Regions from separate parts of the Zea mays genome. Here region 2 is linked to region 1. A link is a contact called in public Hi-C data. All regions are on one chromosome and are shown on one strand. The core of a region is the stretch at or near the end of the contact, and the rest is flanking DNA. Distances in the headings are between cores, read along the strand shown.

The links. A called contact is a pair of places that touch in the nucleus more often than the background predicts.
Region 2: a Hi-C map of leaf shows a contact between it and region 1, with 8 times the contacts expected there. The contact joins the promoter of LOC103629310 here to the promoter of LOC103629309 in region 1. A contact is called at or near these places in 11 of 25 Hi-C or Micro-C datasets (bundle sheath, ear, endosperm and 2 more).

Annotation. Positions count from the first base shown.
Region 1 is chr6:53,662,345-53,667,142 of Zm-B73-REFERENCE-NAM-5.0, reverse strand. LOC103629309 (proline-rich receptor-like protein kinase PERK8) reads right to left here and starts at 2,842. Exons shown (of 8, transcript XM_008650470.3): 1 at 1,625-2,842; 2 at 971-1,384; 3 at 800-886; 4 at 655-725; 5 at 483-559; 6 at 246-393. The coding sequence starts at 2,243.
Region 2 is chr6:53,874,012-53,878,809 of Zm-B73-REFERENCE-NAM-5.0, reverse strand. It overlaps LOC103629310 (phospholipid-transporting ATPase 10), which reads left to right and starts at 2,182. Exons shown (of 9, transcript XM_020540234.2): 1 at 2,182-3,129; 2 at 3,268-4,697; 3 at 4,796-4,798. The coding sequence starts at 2,662.

The DNA of each region.
Region 1 (4,798 bases), core at 1,593-4,092:
TCTGGCTAATACGCTGTTACAAGCATCATAACATGAGCAATCCCTCAAGATATATATAAGCCTACGGTGACATTGTCCATGTAAACATGAGTCTACTGCAATCCAAAACTGAATATATGAACGCTGGCTGGGAACAAAGCTTAAGAATAGCAACTCCCAAAAATCACAGCCAACAAGAAGTGCCCTAGGAACATCACCACTTCACCAGGCTTGAAGCAAATATAAGCTCATCGCTAACAACTCACCCACTCGACGAGGCTCTCGTCACCCATTGGTCTTGATGCATCAACAGGTTTCCGGCCAGTAATAAGCTCTAACAAAACTACACCAAAAGAGAACACATCTGATCTCTCAGTCAGTTTGCCACTCGATGCATACTCTGGAGCCATGTACCTGAAAAGAAACAAGATGTCTACCATGAATTCCGTATGGTTATGTCATATATTGATGTACTTTGTGAGATATGACGGCTCATCACCCACCCAAATGTTCCCATAACACGGGTTGTCACATGGGTTACAGCATCCAAAGCCAGCCTCGCAAGACCAAAGTCAGCAACCTAGAACTCGTGGATGGCATTCAATCAGAAAATCAATACAGATTGCTAGGGTATGTTGTGAGAAACACTTGGGCTCATCTAGGGAATGCAATTACCTTTGCTTCGAAATTGTTATCCAACAAAATGTTTGAGGACTTGATGTCTCGATGAATTATCCTCGGATGGCCTGCAAATGTGTTCAGCAATTAACATGCAAGCAACAACATTGCAAAGAAAACGAGAAGTAGGAAGCAACATTACAATCTTCGTGTAGGTAAGCAATTCCACGAGCAGCACCTGCAGCAATTTTAACCCGTGCGGACCATTCTAACACAGGCATTCCGTGTCCTGAGATTGCAGTTCAGTTCAATTTTTGTACTGGCAGAAGATGGGAATACTCTTGCAAAGGATTAGAAAGAGGCTATAACATACCGTGAAGATGATAATGCAGCGTGTTATTAGAAACAAAGTCGTATACAAGTAACCTTTGGTCATTGGAAATGCAGTATCCCACAAGAGAAACCAAATGGCGGTGGTGCACGCGACTAATTATCTCCACTTCGGCCTGGAACTCGCGCTCCCCTTGTCCGCCGCCATCCTTTAGTCGTTTAACGGCGACATCTTTATAATCTGGCAGGCGGCCCTTGTACACCGACCCAAAGCCTCCTTCCCCTAGCAGCCTCTGAGCTGAGAAACCATCAGTGATCTGATACAGCTCATCATATGAGAAGAACCTGGAGTTGCCCATGCTGATATCAGACAAGCATTGTTTCAGCCTGGGGCTCCCGGCGCTATAGTTGGTGTGGACAGAAGGATCAGCTGACCATCCTACATTTGCAGATTCACCTGAAGGAAGCGGGATATGGTATCAGTGGCCGTGTTGCTAGCTATTCCAAAGAGCTGCATGCTGTATTAAGCTAGATGCAGAAACAAAGTATTTCAGGTCCCTGGAATTTTCAGGCAACAACCATACACAATCAGCCAGCACAGTGAAAAGGGCAACTCACAAGATAATTTATTAAAAAATGACAAAAAAGCTGTATGTTGCATGATATATAGGGAGGAGTGAGAAACAAAACAAAATACCCGAAGGTTGCTGCGAAGAAAAAGGCGACATGAGACCAGCTCTGTAACCACTCATCTGCTTCCTCTTGCGCTTGCGGTTGAACCAAACTGCTGTGACTAGGAGGCTAAGAAGGAGCAGGGCGACCACCGCAGCGGCGATGGCTACAACACCATTACCAAGGCCGCCAAAGGGGGCGGATGGGCTCCTGGACGGCGCACCCGGGCTGGACGACTTGTTCCAACTTGGGTTCTTGCCCCTGGCCGGGTCGACTGCGATGGCAGGCGTAGGCAGTGGTCGTGCTGACGGCGGAGGAGCGCTAAAAGGAGGTGGTGCAGGGGCCGGGGACGCTGGCGGAGATGGCGAGGGCGTCGGAGCGGCAGACGGCGTCGGGGACGTTGGAGGGGGCGAGAGCAGCGGCGGCCTTGGAGGAGCAGCAGCCGCCCGCGGCGGCGGCGAGGCTGTGTGTTGAGGAGGCCCAGGCGACGGCTGGGAGTGGGAGTGGGAGTGGGAGGAGGGTGGAGGAGCGGCGGGTGCGGGAGAGGTGAGGGGCGGGGGCGTGGCAGCGGTGTCGGGCGGTGTGGCAGTGGGCCGCGAGGACGCCGGTAGCGGAGAAGAGGCGGTGGTGGGGGCGGAGGCCATGAATCAATCAGGCTATTGAGAGTGGGAGGCGGTGGTTGGGGTTGGGCTTGGTGCATGTCCCCGTCGTGGCGGCGGTGTCGCTGGACATGGCCATCCGGTGGATGCTGCTGCAGCTACTAGTAGTAGTATAGGAATAGGGAAAATGGGGAGCTTGCTTACTCTGATGGCACCGCACCACTTTTGCTTGCTTGCTTTGACGAGGGGCGGAAGGGGGAAGGGACTTGACTTGCGGACGCCACCAAAGAAATCCAAGAAATGAATGAATGGTGTGGAAGTTGAACCAAAAGCAAGCCAAGCCAAGCAAATAGAGAAGACGAGGAACGAGGGGCAGAGGGGGAAGGGACGGTGGCGGAAATGGAACTCGGCTCGGCTGATCCTGCCTGCCACTGCCCGCGTTCAGTTTCAGTAGCTGAAACGAATCCAAGGGAAGGGGGAAAGAGATTGATGGAAGTGTCCAGCGGTGAGTGGGAGGGGCCAGGAAGGAGTTGCGAGTGGACGATGATTCCCCTTCCGCTGCCGCTGGGTGCCGGCCGCCGGGGTCCGTCCGGTCCGGTCGTTGGACTTGGACCACTGCCGTGACCTGCTCTGCTGTCACCATAATTACCGTCTCCATGCCTCTTCACTCTACTTCCATTTCATACACCTGCCAAACAATGGCACTGTTTGTTTCGGCTTCTGGCAGCTTCTGGCCACCAAAAGCTGCTGCGGACTGCCAAACGCTCAGCTTTTCAGTCAGCTTCTATAAAATTCGTTGGGGCAAAAACCATCCAAAATCAACATAAACGCTTTTCAGTCAGCTTCTATAAAATTCATTGGGGCAAAAACCATCCAAAATCAACATAAACACATAATCGGTTGATTCGTTGTAATAGTAGGAATCTGTTACTTTCTAGATTCTGAGCCCTATGAACAACTTTATTGTCCTCCACACGAAATCGTAATGATACTCAGATTCTCCCCACAGCTAGATTCTCCCTACAGCCAGATTTTCAGAAAAGCTGGTCAGAAAAAAGCTAAACCAAACAGGCCCAATTTCTATTTTACAACAGCATTTCTTATCTTAAAATATAATAAGGCTCATCTCGTAAAAAAATAGTTTCAATCGTGCTATATTTTACATTTTTTATCAAAAATCTAAGAGACATAAATAGTGTCATATTGTTACTTTCTACATCATCATTAATCTTTTCCTTCCTAATAATATAATTTGATTTTTTTTCTAAAATACATAATTTAGAGCTTAAAATACACGATTTACATCATCATTAATCTTTTCCCCCTTTAGAAGCTCGTAAAGATTCTTCATCCCAACATGAGCAAGTCGGCGATGTCAGAGTCAGCCCATATTAGTTTTAGCAATTAAGCAAGTGTCTAGTTTAGAATTGTTATCAGTGAAACAATCTAACACTTCCTTAAAAGCTAGTGAATCATCATTTCTTCTAAAGACGATAACATCAACGTCAGTAAATAAACAGTTGTAGCTCATTTTGCATAATTGAGAAATAGAAAGCAAGTTGTAACCTAGAGATTCTACAAGAAAAACATTAGAAATATAATGGTCAGGAGATATAGCAATTTTACCCAATCCTTTGACCAAACCTTGATTTCCATCCTCGAATGTGATTGCTCTTTGAGGATCATTATTTTTCTCATATGAGGAGAACATTTTTTTCCCCTGTCATGTGGTTTGTGCACCCGCTGTCAATTATCCAACTTGTTCTGCCGGATGCATAAACCTACAACACAAATTTAGGTCTTGTACTTAGGTACCCAAACGGTCTTGGGTTCTTTCACATTAGAAACAAGCACCTTGGGTACCCAAACACAAGTCTTTAGACTCTTGTGTTTGCCCCAACATATTTGGCAACTACTTTGCCGGATTTGTTGGTAAGTGTAAGAAAAATGGACCGAGGGCCATTTGGCTAAATAGGTTTTGGTGTTTGATGAACAAAATAACATGTGGACTAATGTGTTTGTGTAACACACTGAATTTGGGGTATAAAATTTCTTTCTTATGATCATCCAAATTCAGGTGTTACTCTTCACTATTTCACTCTAGTCTCTCTCTCTCCTTAGTTTTCTCTCTATCTTTCTCTTTTAATTAGAGTTAGTTGTATTAGTGAGGGATTATTTAATTTATTTTGCCCAAAACATATGAGTCATGGAATGTTGCATCATATTAAGCTTAATTATTCTTTGAATTGTTGCACATATTTGATTTGGTTTGAATTTGAAACTTGATTTGAATTTGAATTGAAAACCCTAGAGAAAACAAATAGAAAAGGCAATAGAAATTCCAGGAAAATAGAAAAGGCCATTTCAGCCCAAGTCGGCCCATTTAGCCTAGCCCCCTCGCGCACCCGTGCGTCCCTTGTGTCTAACAGGCGGGCCCCGCCTATCGGCGCAAGCCTGAGCGCGCCTTCTCTCTCTCTGCCCCGTGGGCCAGAGCTGTCGGCGCCATTCTCCCCCCCCCCCCCCGCGCCCACTCTCCCTCTCTCTCTCTCTCTGTCCCACCGTCCCCACCTGTCAGTCGTCTCTAACCTCTCGCCCACGAT
Region 2 (4,798 bases), core at 933-3,432, 210 kb before region 1:
TAGAAAAGCAAGAGGACATTTTGTATGAGGAACATGACAAATTTGTTAGTGTACAAAAATCTCTTGCTTTAGAAACCAAGAGAAATGAAATGCTATCTTCTGAGTTATCTGCTTGCCATGAATCTATCTCTAGTCTAAATAATTTAAATGATGATTTAAATGCTAAGCTAGAGGAAGCTAGTAAAATAAGTTCATGTATAGAGCATGTTAGTATTTGTAATAGATGTAAGGACTTTGATGTTAATGCATGTGATGAACATCTTATTTCTATTACTAAATTGAATAATGAGGTGGCAAGTCTTAATGTTCAACTTAAGACTTGCAAAAGTGATTTTGATAAATTAAAATTTGCTAGGGATGCCTACATTATTGGTAGACACCCCTCGATTAAAGATGGACTTGGTTTTCGAAGGGAAACCAAGAACTTAACAAGCCAAAAGGCTCCCGTTCTCAACAGGGAGAAAGGAAAGGCCCCAATGGCTAGTAGTCCTCAAAGGAACCATGCTTTTATTTATGATAGAAAAATTGCTAGTCGTTCTCATTATAATAAGAGTTATGTTCATACTGCTTATAACGATTCACATGCTATGTTTGCCTCTAGCTCTATTTTTGTGCATGGTAGAAGTAGGCCTATGAGAAATAATGTTGTGTCTCATGTGCCTAGGAAAATGTGCAATGAATCTACTACTGTTTTTCATGTTTGCAACATTTGTGTGTACTTTCATCAATTTAAACCACAGTTATATTCGTATAGACCAATTTAGCACACAGACATAGTTCATCAATCATTAGTTTAACTCGTAGGTCATAAACATCACACATACACATAAATGATATGTATATGGTTTTGTTTTGCTGAAATGTGATATCTCGTTTAGCTCGCGAGCTGGCTCGTTAACGAACCGAGCTAGGTTGTCAGATCATCTCGTGAAAAAGTTAAATGAGTCGAACCGAGCTGATCACGAACCTAGCGAGCCGACGAGCCACGAGCATTTCGTTCAGCACTATCTCCATCTAACACGTAAGCATTCGTTTTTAGAGTGTTTGGTTTCGGAACAAAGTGGGTTGGGTTGAAACCGACCCATTTTTGTGGGTTGGATCGGACCCGTTCCTTGTTTGGTTGAAGTGACGGGTTGAACACAATTTCTTGTTTGATTACAGGGTTGAAGTGGGTTGAAGCTGCACCGTCTCTTGTTTGGTTTCGTGATGAGGGATGAATTAAGGATGAACTGAATATGGTCACCTTCCTGATCACATTACCGCACTAAGAATGGTATCTTTAATTCCAAATGCTTCTCACCTTGTGGTGTCGGTAGGGGACATGGAGGTGGTATCGGTGGATGGTGGCAGGGGCTGGATCACGGCATAAACAACGTCGTTGGGAGGCGCGGACGGGGGTGTAGCGCGCTGGAGGACAGGTCGGTGGGGGCAGTCCGACGACGGGAGAACACACCGGCGCCGGAGGGCAGGGCGGCGGAGGACTCTGATGGCGGGCGTGGTCGGGGGTGCATCGCGTCGGAGGGCAGGCCGACGGGGGAGCCGATGACTGGATAACAGGTCGGCGGTGGCGGTGCGCCCTGCGCAGGCTGCGCTTGGGTGAAGATATGGTGTGACCGCGTGGGTGACATGAGGGGTGGAGAGGAAGTGGGTCGGAGTGGTTCGATTGTTTTTGAGGAACTCCTAGAATCCGCATTTTAAAGGGATATTTTGATCTGAAACCAACTTAACCTACTAGCCTTTTGAACCAAACATGAGTTGATGCAGGTTCAACCTGTTCCAACTCGTATCAACCCGTTAACAAACACACTGCTTTCTTTTGTGACTGGGTGGACGAATGAAGCGAGAGGACCAAGGGTCGGTAGGAGTCATAGAAATCGATAATTCCAATTCCTGATTAAAAAGTTGCTCTATGAAAAAAAATATTGTAGAACACATCAAAATTTTTTCCAAAAAAAAACGTAGTTGTAGCAGCAGCGCATTTGTTTGGCCGGTATCTTCTAGAAGATTGGAAGGGACATGGGGCGGCCAGGCAAGTCAACGATGACTGAGGGAGAGGAGAGGGAGCACTCCGGATTCAACAAATTCTTTCCAAGCAAACGCACGAGAGGTGGGCCATTTCCCATCTGCCATTTGGGGGGGTTGGTTGGCTACTACCCCTTGGTTTGTACTCCGTGTCCGTTTGGCGGGCGGGACAGAGACGGAGCCCCTCCCCCGTCTGCCTCGTCTTATTATTCTTCCTCCATTTTGAGTTGATTTGATTCAGTCTCCCCCTGGCTGCCAAACGCGGCCGGGCCATGCCATCCCTTCTTCTTGGTCTCTGCGCGGAGCTTTCCAAGCAACAAGAAAGCTGTTGCTCCTCCTAATCTCCTATCCTGTTGTACTAAGCAAAGCATATATTGACCACGCACGAACAGAGCGACCAATCCCCCTGTCCCCTCCCTTCCCCTTTTATTTGCGTGTTCCTTTCCTTCCCTCTCCTCTCCATCTCATCTGGGTTTCCGTTTGTCAGCTCAGCCGAGCTCCTTTAGTTTTTTTTTTCACTTAGGGATTCAATTGATTTGATTTGATTTTGATTCAAGGCGGCAGCCAGCAGCAGTAGCAGCTACTTCTTCTCCATTTGTAACCGCAGCAGGGATTTCCAGTATAACACAATACAATACAATGGCCGGCGAAGATGACGGCAACGCCACCAACGGCCGGCGGCGGCGGCGGAGGTCCGCCGTGCGCCTCAGCAAGCTCTACAGCTATGCGTGCGGCCGCCGGCCCAGCGTGGCCGACGACCACTCCGTGTCCAGGATAGGAGGCCCCGGCTTCTCCAGGGTGGTCACGGTCAACGCCGGCGGCGGCGAGCCTTCAGCGGCTGCAGCTGACCTGCTGCAGCAGCAGCAGCAGCAGATGGCCTCCAGCAACTCCATCTCCACCACCAAGTACAACCTCTTCACCTTCCTGCCCAAGTCCCTCTTCGAGCAGTTCCGCCGCGTCGCCAACATCTACTTCCTCCTCTCCGCCGGCATCGCCTACAGCCCCCTCGCCGCCTACAGCTCCTCCAGCGCCATTGCGCCGCTTGTCATCGTCCTCGTCGCCACCATGATCAAGGAGGCAATCGAAGACTGGAGGAGGAACCAGCAGGTACCGTACTACTATCCAACTTCACTTCAATTTCTTCTTCTTCTTCTTCTCTGTCAAAACAATTAATTTGATTGATTACATACTCGGTCTGTCTCGGTGAGTGAAATGAATCATGAAAGAATGAATGATCCGTTCCAGGACACGGAGGTGAACAACAGGAAGACTCAGGTCTTCCAGGTCAACAACATCGGCGGCGGCGGCGGCTTCCGCGATGCCAAATGGAAGGACATCCGCGTGGGCGACATCGTCAAGGTCCACAAGGACGAATTCTTCCCGGCTGACCTCGTCCTGCTCTCCTCTAGCTACGACGACGCCATCTGCTACGTGGAGACCATGAACCTGGACGGCGAGACCAACCTGAAGCTGAAGCAGTCCCTGGAGGCCACCTCCGCCTCGCTGCCGCCGGACGACGGCGCCAGCTTCGGGGCCTTCCGGGGCGCCGTCGTGCGGTGCGAGGACCCCAACGCGCACCTCTACACCTTCGTCGGGAACATCGAGATGGACGGCCGGCAGCACCCCCTGTCGCCGCAGCAGCTCCTGCTCAGGGACTCCAAGCTCCGCAACACCGACTTCGTGTACGGCGTCGTCGTGTTCACGGGGCAGGACACCAAGGTGATGCAGAACTCCATGAAGGTCCCGTCCAAGCGGAGCAACGTGGAGAAGAAGATGGACCGGGTCATGTACCTCCTCCTCTTCTCGCTCATCGTCATCTCGGTCGTCAGCTCCGTCTTCTTCGGCATCGCCACCAGAGACCACGGCAGGACCATGAGGAGATGGTACCTTAGGCCCGACGACACTGAGATCTACTACGACCCGAAACGGCCAGCGGTGGCAGCGGTGCTCCACTTCTTCACGGCCATAATGCTCTACGGCTACTTCATCCCCATCTCCCTGTACATCTCCATCGAGATCGTGAAGCTGCTGCAGGCGCTGTTCATCAACCACGACATCCACATGTACCACGAGGAGACGGACACGCCAGCCCACGCCAGGACGTCCAACCTCAACGAGGAGCTGGGCCAGGTCGACACCATCCTCACGGACAAAACCGGCACTCTCACCTGCAACTCCATGGAGTTCATCAAATGCTCCATCGCCGGAACCGCGTATGGCCGTGGCGTCACGGAGGTCGAGCGAGCAATGGCGAGGAAGAAAGGCTCCGCCGCCGCCGCTGACAATACAGACAAGGCCAAAAACAACGGCATTCAGCAGCAGCAGCATTTCCTGTCGTCGTCGTCGTCTGATGATAATGATGATGGTGACAACAACAGTAAACCAGCAGCCACCAAGGGATTCAACTTCGTGGACGAGCGTGTCATGGGCGGCAACTGGGTTCACCAGCCCCGCTCCGACGCCATCGAGATGTTCTTCCGGCTGCTGGCGGTCTGCCACACGTGCATACCCGAGGTCGACCAAGAGTCGGGCAAGATCTCGTACGAGGCAGAGTCTCCTGACGAGGCTGCCTTCGTCGTCGCGGCACGGGAGCTCGGCTTCACGTTCTACAAACGCACGCAGACAGGCGTTTATCTGCGCGAGCTAGATCCCTCGTCCGGGAAACAGGTTGACAGGTAATCATCAATCCTACGATAGCATTGTAGTGAAGAAACTACTAGTCCTTTTTCTTACTGTCCATCTCTTTTCTTATCTTTCCTTTTTCTTTGGGCAGGTC